Regions from separate parts of the Drosophila melanogaster genome. Here region 2 is linked to region 1. A link is a contact called in public Hi-C data. All regions are on one chromosome and are shown on one strand. The core of a region is the stretch at or near the end of the contact, and the rest is flanking DNA. Distances in the headings are between cores, read along the strand shown. Region 1 holds the start of dsd (distracted). Region 2 holds the start of ALiX (ALG-2 interacting protein X).

The links. A called contact is a pair of places that touch in the nucleus more often than the background predicts.
Region 2: a contact with region 1 is called in a Hi-C map of the Kc167 cell line, with 4 times the contacts expected there. A contact is called at or near these places in 2 of 107 Hi-C or Micro-C datasets (the D17-c3 cell line and the Kc167 cell line).

What each region holds. Positions count from the first base shown.
Region 1 is chr3R:27,604,442-27,611,803 of dm6, reverse strand. dsd (distracted) reads left to right here and starts at 4,408. Exons shown (of 8, transcript NM_001276084.1): 1 at 4,408-5,035. The coding sequence starts at 4,764. Tusp (tusp,) reads right to left here and starts at 3,925. Exons shown (of 11, transcript NM_001202374.2): 1 at 3,235-3,925.
Region 2 is chr3R:27,695,832-27,703,193 of dm6, reverse strand. ALiX (ALG-2 interacting protein X) reads left to right here and starts at 3,084. Exons shown (of 6, transcript NM_143325.4): 1 at 3,084-3,426; 2 at 3,641-3,759; 3 at 3,827-4,108; 4 at 4,464-6,059; 5 at 6,120-6,305; 6 at 6,363-6,728. The coding sequence starts at 3,215. The coding sequence ends at 6,478. It overlaps btz (barentsz), which reads right to left and starts at 2,830. Exons shown (of 2, transcript NM_001276099.1): 1 at 2,669-2,830; 2 at 1-2,595. The coding sequence starts at 2,546. The coding sequence ends at 126. It overlaps HSPBAP1 (HSPB1 associated protein 1), which reads right to left. Exons shown (of 1, transcript NM_143324.3): 1 at 6,663-7,362. The coding sequence ends at 6,743.

The DNA.
Region 1 (7,362 bases), core at 3,159-5,658:
ATGACGACATGTATCGGCTAGGTATTTATGCCAGCCTTTGCTTTGGTTTTCAGTTTAAGAATTGGGGTGCAAAGGCCGCCTAGTAAATCAAGAGCCTTGTGTAGGAAAAAAAACATAATTTGATGCAGTTTTGGAAGTTACTTGAATTGCTTATCCCTTTCGCTGCAACTCTGCTGACTTCCAGATATTTATAGTGGCTCTAATTAAAATTATAATCAAACATTCATTCTAAGGTGCTCATATAACTTACATGCAATTTTTTCAACCTATAAGCCACAATTTTGCGGCTAACTACCGCTGTGAAAAAGGATCTAATCCTGGCTCTGGCTTTCGGTTTCCCCTAATTATGTGTGTCCGCTTTTGTTGTGTGCCGCATGCCAGGCAACCAGTGGAATTGAAACAAGTTCAAAGCCCACGTAGCACCCCCCGCTTTTTCGTCTGCCCCCATTGGGGGGAAAGTAATTGCTGGGAGCTCAGTTTCCACTGCCCGTGGGGCATTCGCTTTAATTAGCCACACGCCAGCAAGCACAAGAAATGCGTTTGAAAAGGACAAGAATCGGTGGAAAAAAAGCGGGCAACAACAAAAGGCGACGCCAAATAGGACGTGCATGCATTTAATTGGCAAGGTTTTCCACGCAAAAACCACTCCTCTCTTGCTTAACTCTTGCTGGAAAATGGGAAGCTTAGCGGAGAGGGGAAAATGGCAATAAAATTTTGCATAAATGACGAAATAAATGACAGCCAAGAAAAGCAACATTGACAAATACGCACCCCGTGGATAGAAGTGGGGTGAGGGTTGGAAAAACAGCTCTTTGGGTTGCCGGCTACATCGAATGTCTTTCTATATGTGCACTGAGCTTTAATGGTGGAAAAGCGATGGGGAAAACACTGGGGAAACGCCATAGAAAAGCTGACGCTGGGCTCTTTTCCCAGCATTTCCCTGCTGCCCTCCATTGTTCACTGCCGCTTGTTTATTGACGTTTTTCTGGCGACTGGGGACGGGGTGGATTGGGGGGGCAGTTGGGTGTGTGTGTGTGTCGTATAATTTGTTTCTACTTTAACCTAACCCAAACCACCCCGTCCCCATTTACATTCCAATTCCGATTCCCGATCCCAGTCCCATTCCCATTCCCTTTCCCCTTTGGAAAACATGCTGGGGAAAATTGTGCGCCTCAGTGGCGCTACAGAGTTACAACTACCCAAATGTATTTGGTTTTCGGGTGCGTTTTTCCTTCTCCTTGGCAATATAAACAATTTTTCCATTGCTGCCGCTTCAGTTATGCAAAATAATCAACATGGCAGCTAGTCAGAGATACTGGCAAGATACAAACAATAACAATAACAGCAAAAAGCAACAAAACAAAATGGAAGAAACAAAAGCAAAGCCGCCTGTTGTCAATGGCAAAAATATTGGCAAAACATTCGGAAAAAAACCGCAAATCGAGCAAACTGCACTTGAACTTGCCACAAAGAGCCGCCACATCGTCCTTCCGACGTCAGCTCGAATTATATAATGCAAATCGCGACAAAATACAGTCAAGCAACATCAACTTGAACCGCTAACTTAAGAAGAAGCATGAAGTGTGTATGTGAAAGCAATTAAAAATTTACATAATATTGAAATCAATAAATATTTTTGAAAAATTTCGTAAGATCACACTTATCTATGTCGCACTGTATTTGCGAAATACGGGGCAGGGCCAACTAAAACGCAGCCAAATACACCATTCTCTTTGTTTGCAATTAGAGTATCCATTCATTTTACTACGTATTCAGAATACATGCATTTATTGCCAATCGACTCACACTCAATAATTTAAAGTGCGGGTGCCACTCACCACTCACATCGCGGGTACTTACAAACACCCGCGTGGGCGGTCACCCGAATCAATACGCCACTCTGCGTCGCGGATGCCGATAAGCGAAATAAGACTAAATGTAATGACCTTGGCAGCAACGCTAACACACATTGCCACTCACACACACACACCCGCAGTGGGGCACACACAAACTTAAAAATAATTTCTCAAAGAGAAGCGCCAAGAACAAAAACAAGAACAAGACATTGGCGGTCATGCGTTGGCGTCGCAGTCGCAGCCGCAGTCGACGTCGACTTTGGCAGCGGCATCTAAATTATGCAAACTGAGAAATTGTGGCACACACAGATACACACACACGCAACCATCGTCCAGCTGTCGCCCCAATCCAAATGTAACGGTTATGTGCTATATGGCTTAAATGCTTATCGCCCCGGTTGACCAAAACAACTAACGGAATTTCAATTTCGGCACGCATTTTCCACGGGCTTTTTATAGGCGTGTGCTCCTGATTGCCCTTTGCTCCGGCCGTACTTTTCCCGCCGGAGTCGTATCTCGATTAGTGCACAGAAAGAAAATCTTTGTATGATACGACTTGAATAACTCGGTCCAGTTTTTCATTTTAGAACTAGCTAGCTTATGATGAATTCGATAACTTGACCAAACACACTAGCTAAATTGAAAAATAAAAAACATTTCTCGGCAATTGGTTTCGAGCCGGGTCTTCTGTTACGCATTTCTGTTCGATATGGACCTCGGATTTCAGTGCAGGGAAAACATAATACACCCGTAGTACCCAACTGCCAAAGCCAATGCCGATCGATTTTCACTGTCATTGGTTGTTTGATGCGGATTAATCGAAAACGTGCGTGGGCAGCTCACTCAACTGAAACTAGAAACGATACCGAAACGCGGGGAATTTAATTCGTATAAGCTTGGCAAATAGGGCTGATAAAAAAAAGTATGTAACCAAGCCAAGGGCTAAGGCATCAAAGCACATGTAATTAGCACAGAATTTTGAAGTTTTTGTGGCGCCCAAGGTGTTGTGCTGATGTGGCCACAACTGAAACTCAGCCACATACGGTGAAACTATCCTACAACAAACTCTTCACCGCCATGAAATTAAAATTTTTACATATTTGAGAAATTTTTTGTTTTGAGATTCTGCTGCAAAACATTAGCATTTGGTTATTCTTAACCAATCATAAAGTCACTTAAAGTTTCAAAGTCTCAAAGGAGTCCAACTAAAATTTCGACTAATTCACGACTTTAAAAACCTTAAATTGGTTGGGCTTAGGCAGTTTGGCCTGTAGTATAGACATTCGCAGTGTCCGTGGCTTTGGGCCAATCCACCACCGAGCGAGAGAGGCTAAAAGGATGTTTGCCAGCCAGGGGACAACGGAATTCCGCAACTCACCTGTGAAGTCCCCGCCCCCTTCTCGGCTGCTCCTGCTGGGATGAAGTAGCGTTGAATCTGCTGCTGCTATGGGAAAACTGAATTGATCCAATCGAATTACTACTTTTCAAGCGAAAAATTGGTGCAGCGCCAACGGAATCGAGTGTGTTCTTGCAACAGTTTTTTGGGGCAGACGTTCCCGTTACTGTTTCCCGTTTTCCCTGCTATTTTCCTCTTTTTCCTTCTCCGCTCACACACGCACACAGATGCAAACGGGGAACGCACATGCAGCGCGGTTGGAGTACCGTTAGCACACACTGCTTGCAACGACGCCCGAACGTGGACTGTCTGAGAAATCGGATTCCGGAAAGTAGTTGGCAGGCAAACAGCCACGATGACGAAAGGGGGGACGGGTGCGCTCGGAGCGCGCCTGCGCACTCAAAAGTCCGTCCGCATCGTTCTTATCAACGCAACTGTCAAACTGACGGAATTTACGCGCTCCGGTTGTTGTTAACGGGTATTGATTTTCTGGTTACTGTATTTCTATTTATTTGTGTTTAATTCTTTGTTCATAAGCTAAGTTCTATGTATTCTTTCTAAGACTACAATTCTTGCTCTATTTTAAGTGCTTTTTTTATAAATATTACTTTGGTTTCAACATTTATTTCTAATTTTTGAATAAACAAATAAACAGCAGTCCTACTAACAGAAAGCTGCAACTGTAACTGTGCTGTTACGGTTGTAACGACTGCGAGGGCTGAAATGTTTGCAGCGATAAGATATCGATTGTACGAGCTGTTTTTAAATAACAAAAATATCTGAAAATATATAAAAAATGTCGATGTCGCATTATGAATATTCTAAAGTAATGAAATTGGTATTACAATTTTGCCAATTTTACCACTTTGAAAACGTTTCGAAAAACTATAGCAACAAAAGTGTGCCACAGTTAAATTACTTGCACTGTTAACGCTTTAAAATTAAGCTTTTTAAAAATATTCTCTTATATTATTTTTAATATTATTATTCATATAAATTTGGCACTCCTTTATGTATGTGATAAGTAAATGTACCACACTAAGCTTGTTTAATAATTTTAAAGTAATCCCTGCTAGATATCTTATCGATACCGACAGTGACTTGACAACCCTGTTAAGCAGTGCTTGCAACGCCGAAGCAGTGCAACGCTGTGCAGCACTGGACCCCCAGCAGATTTCTCGTTTCGTTTCACAAATAAATTGTCAATAACTTTGCCAGTCGCTGGATGCAGGTTGTTGTTTCTTTTTGCCAATATTGTTTGTTGTGCAGCCGCGTTCGCGAGTGTGAGTGAGTGTGCCAGTGTGTGCGTGTGTGTGTGTGTGCGTTCAAGTGCGGGGCCTTGGGTTGCCCCGAATTGCAAAGATTGCAAATAGAAAAGAAAAGAAAAACGGCCAGAGAGAAAGGCCCAAAGGAAAATTGTGCAATAGTCGCGAAAATCGAAGGACTCGCTGCAGGACGACGACGATGTGAAGCTGCGGGCGGGCGGTGAATTGGAATCAACTACGCAAATCATGTGCCTGGCGGCGGAGCCACCGCAGAAGCAACCGAACCGGAGCAGCACCTCACCCACATTCAACGCCAAGTACAGGCGAAAATGCCTGCTCCTCCTCACGCTGCTCCTCTTCCACGGCTGCTTCAGCGGACTCCATCGGGCGGCCGCCTTCAACTGCACCGCCCACGGCGGCCGCTGCCAGAACGACGGCCAGTGCCAGGAGGACGGCCAGTGCCTCTGCGCCGACGGCTGGCAGGGACCGGAGTGCCAGTTCTGTGGCGGAAAAGTGCGGTAAGTGGCTGGTTATGCACAGCATGCCACATAGATAGAGTAAGATCTCCATATTAGGTCACATAATTGACCATAGATCAGCTACCCCAAAGATCAGCTCCAGTCCAGTAAGATGTGGTGGTTAAGCCATCAATATCCTATCAATTTTCCATTCTTTTCGGTCTGATCTCCTCTGCCTTTTCGGTCCGGCCTATTTGTGTCAGCCAACGGTTCAGTTTCATCTGGTCGGACGGGTTCTTGGCCGTGTTTATCTCGTCTCTTCACCGCTCCACCATCCACTTTCTCCCAATTCCCGTTCTCTTTCTCCCATTTCCCTCTAGACATTCTTTCACCTGCTGGCCGCTTTCTACGCCTCCTGACGCTTCCAATGCGGATTATTCAATTATTTCGCTTTGACTTTGAACTTGTTTGGGGCAGAGGCCACTGCTTTTTGGCCACATTAGCTTCTTTGCCATCTAATGTGCTGATTGAGCAGGGAAAATATATGTACATATATTTCTGGAAAACGTTATATTCGTCATATTACCTGAGTCAGATACAAAACGCTTTGCTTATCTACTGTAAAGCTTCTTTAAGACGAACCAAGTAGGAACAGTGCTATAAAAATATCTAATTCAAGAAATGTCAAATGACATACTAATAAATAATGAGGTGTATATACACCTAAAAGAACTCTTTCACATCAATCCCAAAATATTATCCCAGTAAAATAATGTTTATTTTGCCAAACATTAGATAACAGCTTTTTGCCCGGCATAGGCTGATGTATTTAAAGTGTTGCACGAATGCTATACATTATATTTAATAGATATGTATGTGAGAAGTCGTTGGGCCAGTTTGGTTGCTCACGCTTACGGCTGGCGTCATAAAGCTCATGAAATAGTTTGTTTATGTTTCTTAACAGCGGCTATTTGCTCGCGAAGCCCGATAAGCGAGCGTTCTATCTTGACAATAATTAAACCCATTCACCTGCCTGCCGTGCTGCTGATGATGGGACCTGCAATTTGCGCACTCGAGCATTGAGGTCGTCGCCTCACCTGCCCCAACCATCCAGAAACCAGTTTCAGGCTCCACACAGACCCCTGATCCCGGCCTGCGTTTGAGATCGTTGGATCGCAGCATTTAGCGGGCCATAAATTCCGGGGCCACACACTTGTCCGCTCAAATTGAGCAGTGATAAGGGCATGGCCTTATCAGCGGTGTGTGTCCGCTTATCGCCTGTGAGTTTTCAGTCTTTTCGCTGCTAGTTCGGATCTAACCGCTGCCAACGATTCACCAGCTCAAGTTGCCTTCGAAAGGCAACTGCTTTGCCGGCTTTCTATGCAAAAACTGGGCGCAATCGAACTGGTTTCCCTCACTCCAAATGCATTCCAGCCGAATGGCCACATGACGAGGGCGCCTATTCACCTACTCCAGCTCACGGTGCCGATGCCCCAGCTATTGCTATACATATATGTGGTTCCATCTACCATCTCCAAAGCTGTGCGTAAGCTAAGCTGTGCTCGAGTGCACAGAGTGACTCACCGGCTGGCTGCCAATGAGTGTGTAAATATATCTTTGGCCGACATTGATTTTTCGTGGCTATCGTTTGATATGCCCCCCCAGGCACGACTGCATCCCGGCTGGACGGAGTGTTTACTCAAAGTTTAGAACTGACCGAGACACAACGCCCACACGACGCAGTCTCCTACAGCTACGGGCGTAAAAATATGAGGTTTCTTGGGGAGAATCTAAGAATCTATATGAATTTAGCATAGATATAATCAATATCAAAGAGGTTTTAGAACTACTGAAAGATATGGCCTTGCAATCCACATAAATAATATTTTATGACTTTCTGACTTTATGATGCCACAAAGCTAGATACCATAAACTTAAAAAAAATCTCGTTTAATGATCTGGTCTATTTCATATTTTTGACAAGCGAAAATAATAAAAATATGATGGCCAGCGATGACAAAAATAAAACGATTAAACAAGCAAACCAAATTGTACCCTCTAGATAAGTCATTGTGATAAATAAGCAATTATTAGTGTAGGCACACGGAAAGTGTTTTCTAATAATCAAAAATGCCCATCGGCACTATTGTTGTGGCCGCAATTGTTAGTGTACTATACGCAGTACTTATCGGCACTTGCTTGGTGTAACGTGAGTCGCATTTAGAATGCGGAAGGCTGCTGATTCCACTTTCTCCGAGTACACTGACTATGTGAGTTAATTGTTAAAACTAGAACAAACAAATAACCGAGAAGAGTGTGCAAAGTTTCTTTAAATGGCAAACAATGTACTTGAAGCTGTGCATACATATTGCAAATTATAATTAATA
Region 2 (7,362 bases), core at 1,835-4,334, 93 kb before region 1:
ATGCTAATTACAAGTGGTTCTCACTGCGTTTCTTTATTTATGCAGTACTTTTTGAGTCGCAGACCCAAGGACAGAATGGGGGAAAAAAAATCGTATGAGTTGAGTTAGGAGCTGGGCTGTCCGCACTAGTGCGGCGGGGGCGGAGGTCGATAGTAGCCAGCGTGCGGCTGCAGCATTGAGTAGCCGGAGGAGGGCGGCGGCGCTATCCGTTGGCCTCGTCTCTGCTGCTGCTGTGGCGGCAAGCCGGCGTACGCCTGCACTCATTCCTGCCCAGTGGCCGGAACTGGCTGAAGGTTCTGCTCGGCAGCCGGTGGAGTGGCTGCCGCCTCTTCCTTTGTTCCCCCACCTGGAGTTGCGCCTTCGCCGGTAGCCTGGAAGGCCGAAGGTCGCTGCACGAACATGTTGTCAATGATGTGATCTATGTTGTCCGAGATGCCCTCCTCCTTCGCTCCACCCTTGACCTTATGCTTTTCGGAGGGCGGGAGAATGGGAATCGCGTTGGTGGGACGACGCTGGGGCAGAGCACTTGGTCGGCTAGTGGTTTGAGCCGGCGGTACAAAGTAGGTTGTGCCACCGACCGTGTTGTAGTTCTGATACGGCTGAGCCGGCTGCGTTGCGGGCGGCGCCTGAGCGGGCGGCGGTGTGGGTTGTGTTACAACCGGAGGCCCTGCTTGGGCGTACGCCACGGCAGCCGGAGTGGTTGGCAAGTAAGCGGCACTAGCCGGATTAACATACGGTGCCTGGGGAACGGGCACTGGAACTGGCTCCGTTCCGGTCACATAGTACGGTGCCGCCTGTGCTTGCGGATATGCGGCTGCCGGCGGGGCATGTGGCTTTGGTGGTGTTGGAACTGCTCCTGCGGCAGTAGGTGGTCCAAGTTGCATGGTCTGCAGTTGGGCCTGCAGCTCCTGTTGCTGATAGGCGATCTGCATCAGAACATGGGGGTCCTGAATCATGATCTGCGATTGTTGCTGCTGCTGTTGCTGTTGAAGATGCAACTGCTGCTGCATCTGCTGTTGCTGCTGCTCAGCCAAGTGCTGTGATGCCTCCTGCTGTGAGCGACGCAAGCTGGAGTAGCGCTTGGGCGCATTTCGTTGTTCCTGATGCAGTGGCTGCTGCTGCTGCTGCTGAGGCGCCTGATTTTGGCTAGCCAGAGAATGCATCTGGACACTGCCCACATGGCTGGGATCATTGCGTTGCTGCACCTGCTGGAGCCGCTGCGAAAGGTTCGACGTGGAAAGCGGCGTCTGTGGAGACTGCTGCGGCTGGGACGGCTGTCGTTGCTGCTGTGGCTGTTGCTGATGATGAGGTTGCTGCTGCGGCTGTTGTTGTTGGTTGGAGCGTGGAGTGGATGGCTTCTGGTTACGGTTGTCCAGTTGGTCTGGCCCCCGCTCCCGCTCTCTTAGCTGCTGTCCACGGTTGTTCTTCTTAAATTCCATGCCATTCTGACGTCCGGGGCCGCCGTTCATCCGCCCGAAGTTGCGATTCTTGGGCTCTCGATCGCGTTCCCGCTCCCTTTCCCTCTCACGTTCACGCTCCTGGGATCTGTGTGGATTGGAGCTACTGGCCAAGGGCTGTTGCTTCTCTGGAACCAAGCCTTCAGCAGCGACGGACCGTCGGTTTTCCTTTTCCTCACGCGAGGATGATGTTCGTGGACCACGTGGCTTTCTTTCGTTGAGCGCCGGGAAGTCCTGTGGCCGCGGCGGCTTGCGCTCCTTATTGCTGGCTTTGAGGTAGGCCTGCTCGTCCTCCCAGTTTCTTGAGTATTTACTAGGCCCACGCGTATATCGCCGGCGACGTCTGGCTCTGGGTGGTGCGTCCTCGTTTCTAATGTCGTAGCCGTATGTTTGCAGCAACTCTGCACGGGATTTGGGAGCCTGCTCCGTGGCCTCGAATCGATCGTGAGACCAGCGATCACCGCCTGAAGCTGGTTGCCATTTTCGCATGGTCTTCGATGCCTGTGAGATCTGTGGCGTTTGGCCAGTCGGCGTGGCACCGGCGGCCGCAAGTCCATTGAGTTCGCCATTTGGCTCCGCCGCCGCCTGGCCAGCACCGTTTTCGGGTTCGATCAGGATTTCTCCCTCGGTCTCCGCCGTCCGATCGTCGTGCTCGTAGAAAGTGCCCCGCTTTGGGATGTACTGCGGATTGCTGCGATCCTCGTCCACCTTCTTCTGGGCCTCACTGTCTGCGACGGAGCGGTCCATCGCCTGCTCCCCTTCGCCATCGTCCGTTTCGCTGCCCACCTCATCGTCCTCGTCGTCCGTCTCAGATTCCTCCTCGCTCCCACTGCCACTGGCGCTGCCGCTGGCACTCTCCTCGTCGTCATAGTCCTCTCCGCCCTCCAGATCACTGGCCGTGTCGTACTCGGAGTCGTGCGGATGCGAATTGGAGTTGGGCTCCTGGGTGGGCGAGGTGCCCGGCTCGACGTCCACGGTGGTATCCGCTGTGGGCGTTACAGCCACTGGCGCCTCGCTGGCAGGTGCAGCCGTGGCCTGGGGGATGTCGGTCGGGGGCGTGGCCGCCGTTGGTTTCTCCACTTCGGCCATCGCGGGGTCTCTTCGGTTTTCTGCCTCGCTACTGCTGCTGCTGCTTCTTCTGCGGAATGACATAGAACGGGATTCTAGGTGTCACTGGGATATCCAAGCCAGGGCTCCGTATATCAACTCACGTGCGAATTCTTGACAAGGCCTAACTACTCTAGTAAGCGTGCTTCTTGTTACGGTAAATTCTAAGAAAAAACCAATAATTTCGCACAATTTTCTCGACAACAACGCAATCAGAAAATAGAAAGTCTAGGGTTACCTTTCTCTCGCCGCAGAGATGCCACACTGTTGAAAACGTAACGACAGGGCGAGAAACGTAGCAATGTGCATACGTATTGAAATAGTGGCAGCTCTGGTAGTTACCGGTTCATGTTAGTAATAAAAAACATATAGAACATAGAACATAGAAAAAATATTCTATTACTTTTTTTTAATAGTTTACAATATTAAGTATCTTTGACAAAAATTCACCTTTGAAGTATAGAACTAAATCCTTAGTATTTCTTTAGTGGCTATCGAAAACGGTATCGACGGCTGGACATCGCTGGCCAGCTGTTGTAGGGGAAGGAAAGAGAGCGTAAAGCGGAGTTCGAATAGAGCGACAGACGATTAATTAATATCACTTGGAATCAGAAGTCGGACAAGAAGCAGACTCCGCAGAACAGGAAAAGATGTCGAAGTTTCTGGGCGTGCCGCTGAAGAAGCCGTCGGAGGTGGATGTGATCAAGCCGCTGAACAATCTCATCCAGAGCACCTACAACGGTGCGTCGGAGGAGGAGAAGGGCAAGTACGGAGAGGCCGTCAACGAATTTTCGAAACAACGCAATACGGCAATTTGGAAATTCTTTGAAAAGTACGAGGCTTCGCTGGAGATTGTGTACGCGTAAGTACCACCATGTCTTTGTGGCCTTCTTCCGGGAATCTCCCGATGAGTCACCCGCACAACGGGGCAGCTAATCACACCCATTCCATTCGATTCGATTCCACCTGGTGCTTCTGTATTGGTGTGGTGGTCAGACGTAAACAAGCTCTCGGATGACGTAGTCGTTAACTAAATGTTTTGCCTCCGGGTTTTGTTGCCTGCTCTGTATTTCCAGCTATTATGACCAGATTTGTGCGCTGGAGACCAAGATATCGGTTAGCGAACTTCAGATACCCTTTAAGTGGAAGGATGCCTTCGACAAGGGCTCCATTTTCGGCGGCAAGATCAGCCTGAGTGAGTGATTCATTGCCATGTGCCAAGTATATTTCACCACTAACCCAACGGCATCCACCATCCACAGCTCACACCTCCTTGCTTTACGAGAAGGTCTGTGTGCTCTTCAACATTGCCGCCCTGCAGAGCAACATCGCTGCCAACCAGTCCCTGGATTCGGATGACGGCCTTAAGCTGACCATCAAACTGCTCCAGCAGAGCGCCGGCATCTTTCAGTATTTGAAGGGAGCGACGCCAGCGGCAGTGCCCTCGGAACCCACGCCCGATCTCAGCCAGGATACGCTAACCGTGCTGCAGGCTCTGATGGTCGCCCAAGCGCAGGAGGTTTTCATTCTGAAGGCAATTAAGGGTATGTAAAATTAATTCACAAAGAGCACGAACACCGTTCACATTTAAATGCTTATCTATGAGCAAAATTTAGTTGTTTACATTGGGCGATAAACTATTTTATCAGGTAAAAGCGTCTTTGGCATACAATAAAAGCACTCAATGCAATATTTTTCGGACAAAGCTTATCCGAAGATATTACTTTTGATACGTGGGGACATTACCCAGTTATTTCCTTTGAAATTATATGATAAGAACGATTGAAATGAATCATTCCATTCAACAAAAATAATGTACCAATCAATGGCTCTAGAGTAATGGAAACACATTCCGCTATGAATCGAGGTTAACATGTTCAAGTATTTACATTCCGGCAGATAACTTGAAGGACCAGATCATCGCCAAGCTTTGCTGCCAGGCGGAGGAGTCTTACGCCGATGTGCTGCGCGCTATGCAAAAGGAGTCTGTGCGCAGCCTGTGGGAGAAGGAGTGGATACCTACTATTGCTGGAAAGCAGGCCGGCTTCCATGCCCTCACCCAGTTGTACCAGAGTCTGGTGTGCCGTGCCGCCAAGAAGATTGGCGAGGAGATTGCTCGCTTGCGCAACGCCATTGATCTTTTCAAGGCGGCTCAGACGCGTAGCGGAAATGAGACCTACTTGGATGAATACTTCAGCCGCGCCAAGCGCAACTTGACCGAGTCCACCAAGGACAACGAGTTCATCTACAACGAGATCATACCAGAGCTGAGCACCTTGACCTCTCCTGGAAAAGCCCAGTTGGCCAAGCCACTGCCCATTGCTGTCCCCTTGGCTGAAAATTTTAAGGATATATTCAGCAGCCTAGTGCCCGTGGAGCTTCATCGTGCTCTGACCGCCTCCGATATGCGCCGCAATGAGATCGTCAACGTGGAGATCATGAAGTTGCGTGAAGCCACCCAGACTCTGAATGCTGTTTTGGCCAGCTTGAATCTTCCAGCGGCCGTGGAGACAGCCGATGGCAACAGTGGGCTTCCGCCGTCGCTAAAGGAAAAGGCCAATGAAGTTCGCCAGAAGGGGGGCATTGAAAATGTGCAGACGATGCTTAAGGATCTTCCCGAGCTTCTGAACCGCAACCGCGAGATCCTCGACGAAACCGAGCGGCTCTTGGACGAAGAACGCGACTCCGATAACCAGTTGCGGGCGCAGTTCAAGGATCGTTGGACTCGCATCAGCTCCGACAAGCTAACAGAGATGTTCCGCACCAACGCGAAAAAGTATCGCGAAGTCATCACCAATGCCATCGAAGCCGACAAGGTGGTTCGCCAGAAGTTTGAGGCCAACCAGAAGGGCATCCAACTCTTGTCCTTGCCACCCGATCAAATCCAACAGTCTCTGCCCTCGGCCAGTGGCAGTGTGGACCCAAACTGCTCCAGCGTGCAGCGTCTTAAGAAGCTGATGGACGACGTGGAGACCATTAAGGCGGAGCGTGAGGCCATTGAGTCCGAGCTGAAAGGTGCCACTTTCAACATGAAGGACGAGTTTTTGATTGCCCTGCAGAAGGATGGCGCTATTGACGAGCCCGCCCTCTCGTTGGCGCGTATTGGCCAAGTGCTCAATCCCCTGCAGCAGCAGGTGCGCGAGAGCGTGGAACGTCAGCAGTCCTTGGTCAGCGAGATCCAAAGCGCCCATGGTGCCTTTGTCTCTGAAACTGGTAGCTGCGGCAGCTCGCGGGATACTTTATACCAGGAGCTAGCAACCGCCTTCGATAGCTACATTGAACTTTCTGGAAATCTGCAGGAGGGCACCAAGTTCTACAACGACCTCACGCAGTTGCTGGTTGTGTTCCAGAACAAGATCAGCGACTTTGTGTTCGCCCGCAAGACAGAGAAGGAGGAGCTGCTCAAGGACTTGACCACAGAGTCCAGCCGCCAGGCATGTCCGGCCACTCCAGCCCTTCCCTCGCACTATGCATCCACATCGGGCAGTGGCAGCGGTGAGTGAAGCATCTTAAGCCGAACTTAACAGAATATATAAACCGTCCATTTCTTTTTAGATATTCCACCTGGCTCCGCACCTAGTGTGCCACCTGCCGCATCAACGGCCAACATTCCGTATCCGGCCCAAGTGCAAGGCATGCCTATTCCATATGGAGCCCAGCCAGGTGTGCCCTACCCCGCCTATGTGCCCGCTCCGATGCCGCAGAGCTTCAATCCATACGCCACCTTGCCGTATCCTGGTAGTAAGTTAACGTCACCGCTTAAAATGAATCTTCAATAATGCTGATCATCTTCTGCAGACTATCAGTACCAGGGATTCCCGCAGGGACCGCCACCCGGCCACTACGGAACATACCCAGGCAGTTATGCCAACCAGCAGGGTGGATATCCCAACCAGAAGCCACCTGGCTGGTAAATGGCGCTGTAGCTGTAATCAAGTTCATGTCCACATGTGCGCAGTCCGTTCCGCCCAAGGGTCAATCGCATGGCAGAGCCTCAGATGAGTCTGGATGGTGGGCAGACAAGATGGGTGGTATTCGGCATTTAATGCTCCGTGTTCTGGTTCTGTTTGGAAATTGTATCATACATGTTGATGGCTTATTGGATTTTAATCTCATATATGAAAACATTATTATCACGTATCACAGTAAACGTTCTTACCCTAGACACGTGTGTTAAGCTAGAGTGAGTTACTTTTTCCTAGCCTGCGAAAGAACTCGCGCTTCATTTCGGCAATTACCCGTGGAGCACACATGCTGCTTACTAAAAGCTCGCAATTAGAACTAATGGGAGTTGTCTCCGGTGGATTGGCAGCTACTCGGAATCTCTTGGAGTTGGCGTTGAGGAGCAGTTTGTACTCCTCGTGGGGCATCACTTCCAAAGGACGCACTGACAGGTTGATACTGTTCAACAAAGTTTTCCAATCCGCTTGGCTGATGTAGTCGGTATCGTAGAGCTGTCGAGTGCTCTTGCCACTCTCTAAATTCTGCACCGCCTGCTCGAACTGGGCAAAGAGGTCGCTGGGCTTGGTAGACACATTATCCAGCTGGTTGGGATTGAGCAGATACTGCTTAACTTGATTGCTCTCACCCCTAACAAAGCTCTCCACAATGTGCATGACCAGGAACTCGTCCAAAATCAGGTCCATATCCACCTTTAGCGGTACCCAGTAGTTGACACTCAGCGATGTGGATTTGGCCTCAACGTAGTGCCACCAGTGACGCGGCACGATTAGTACGTTGCCCGGCTGCAGATTGCAGTGATAGGCTTGCCGGCCAAGATGCTCATAGCTCGAAATCT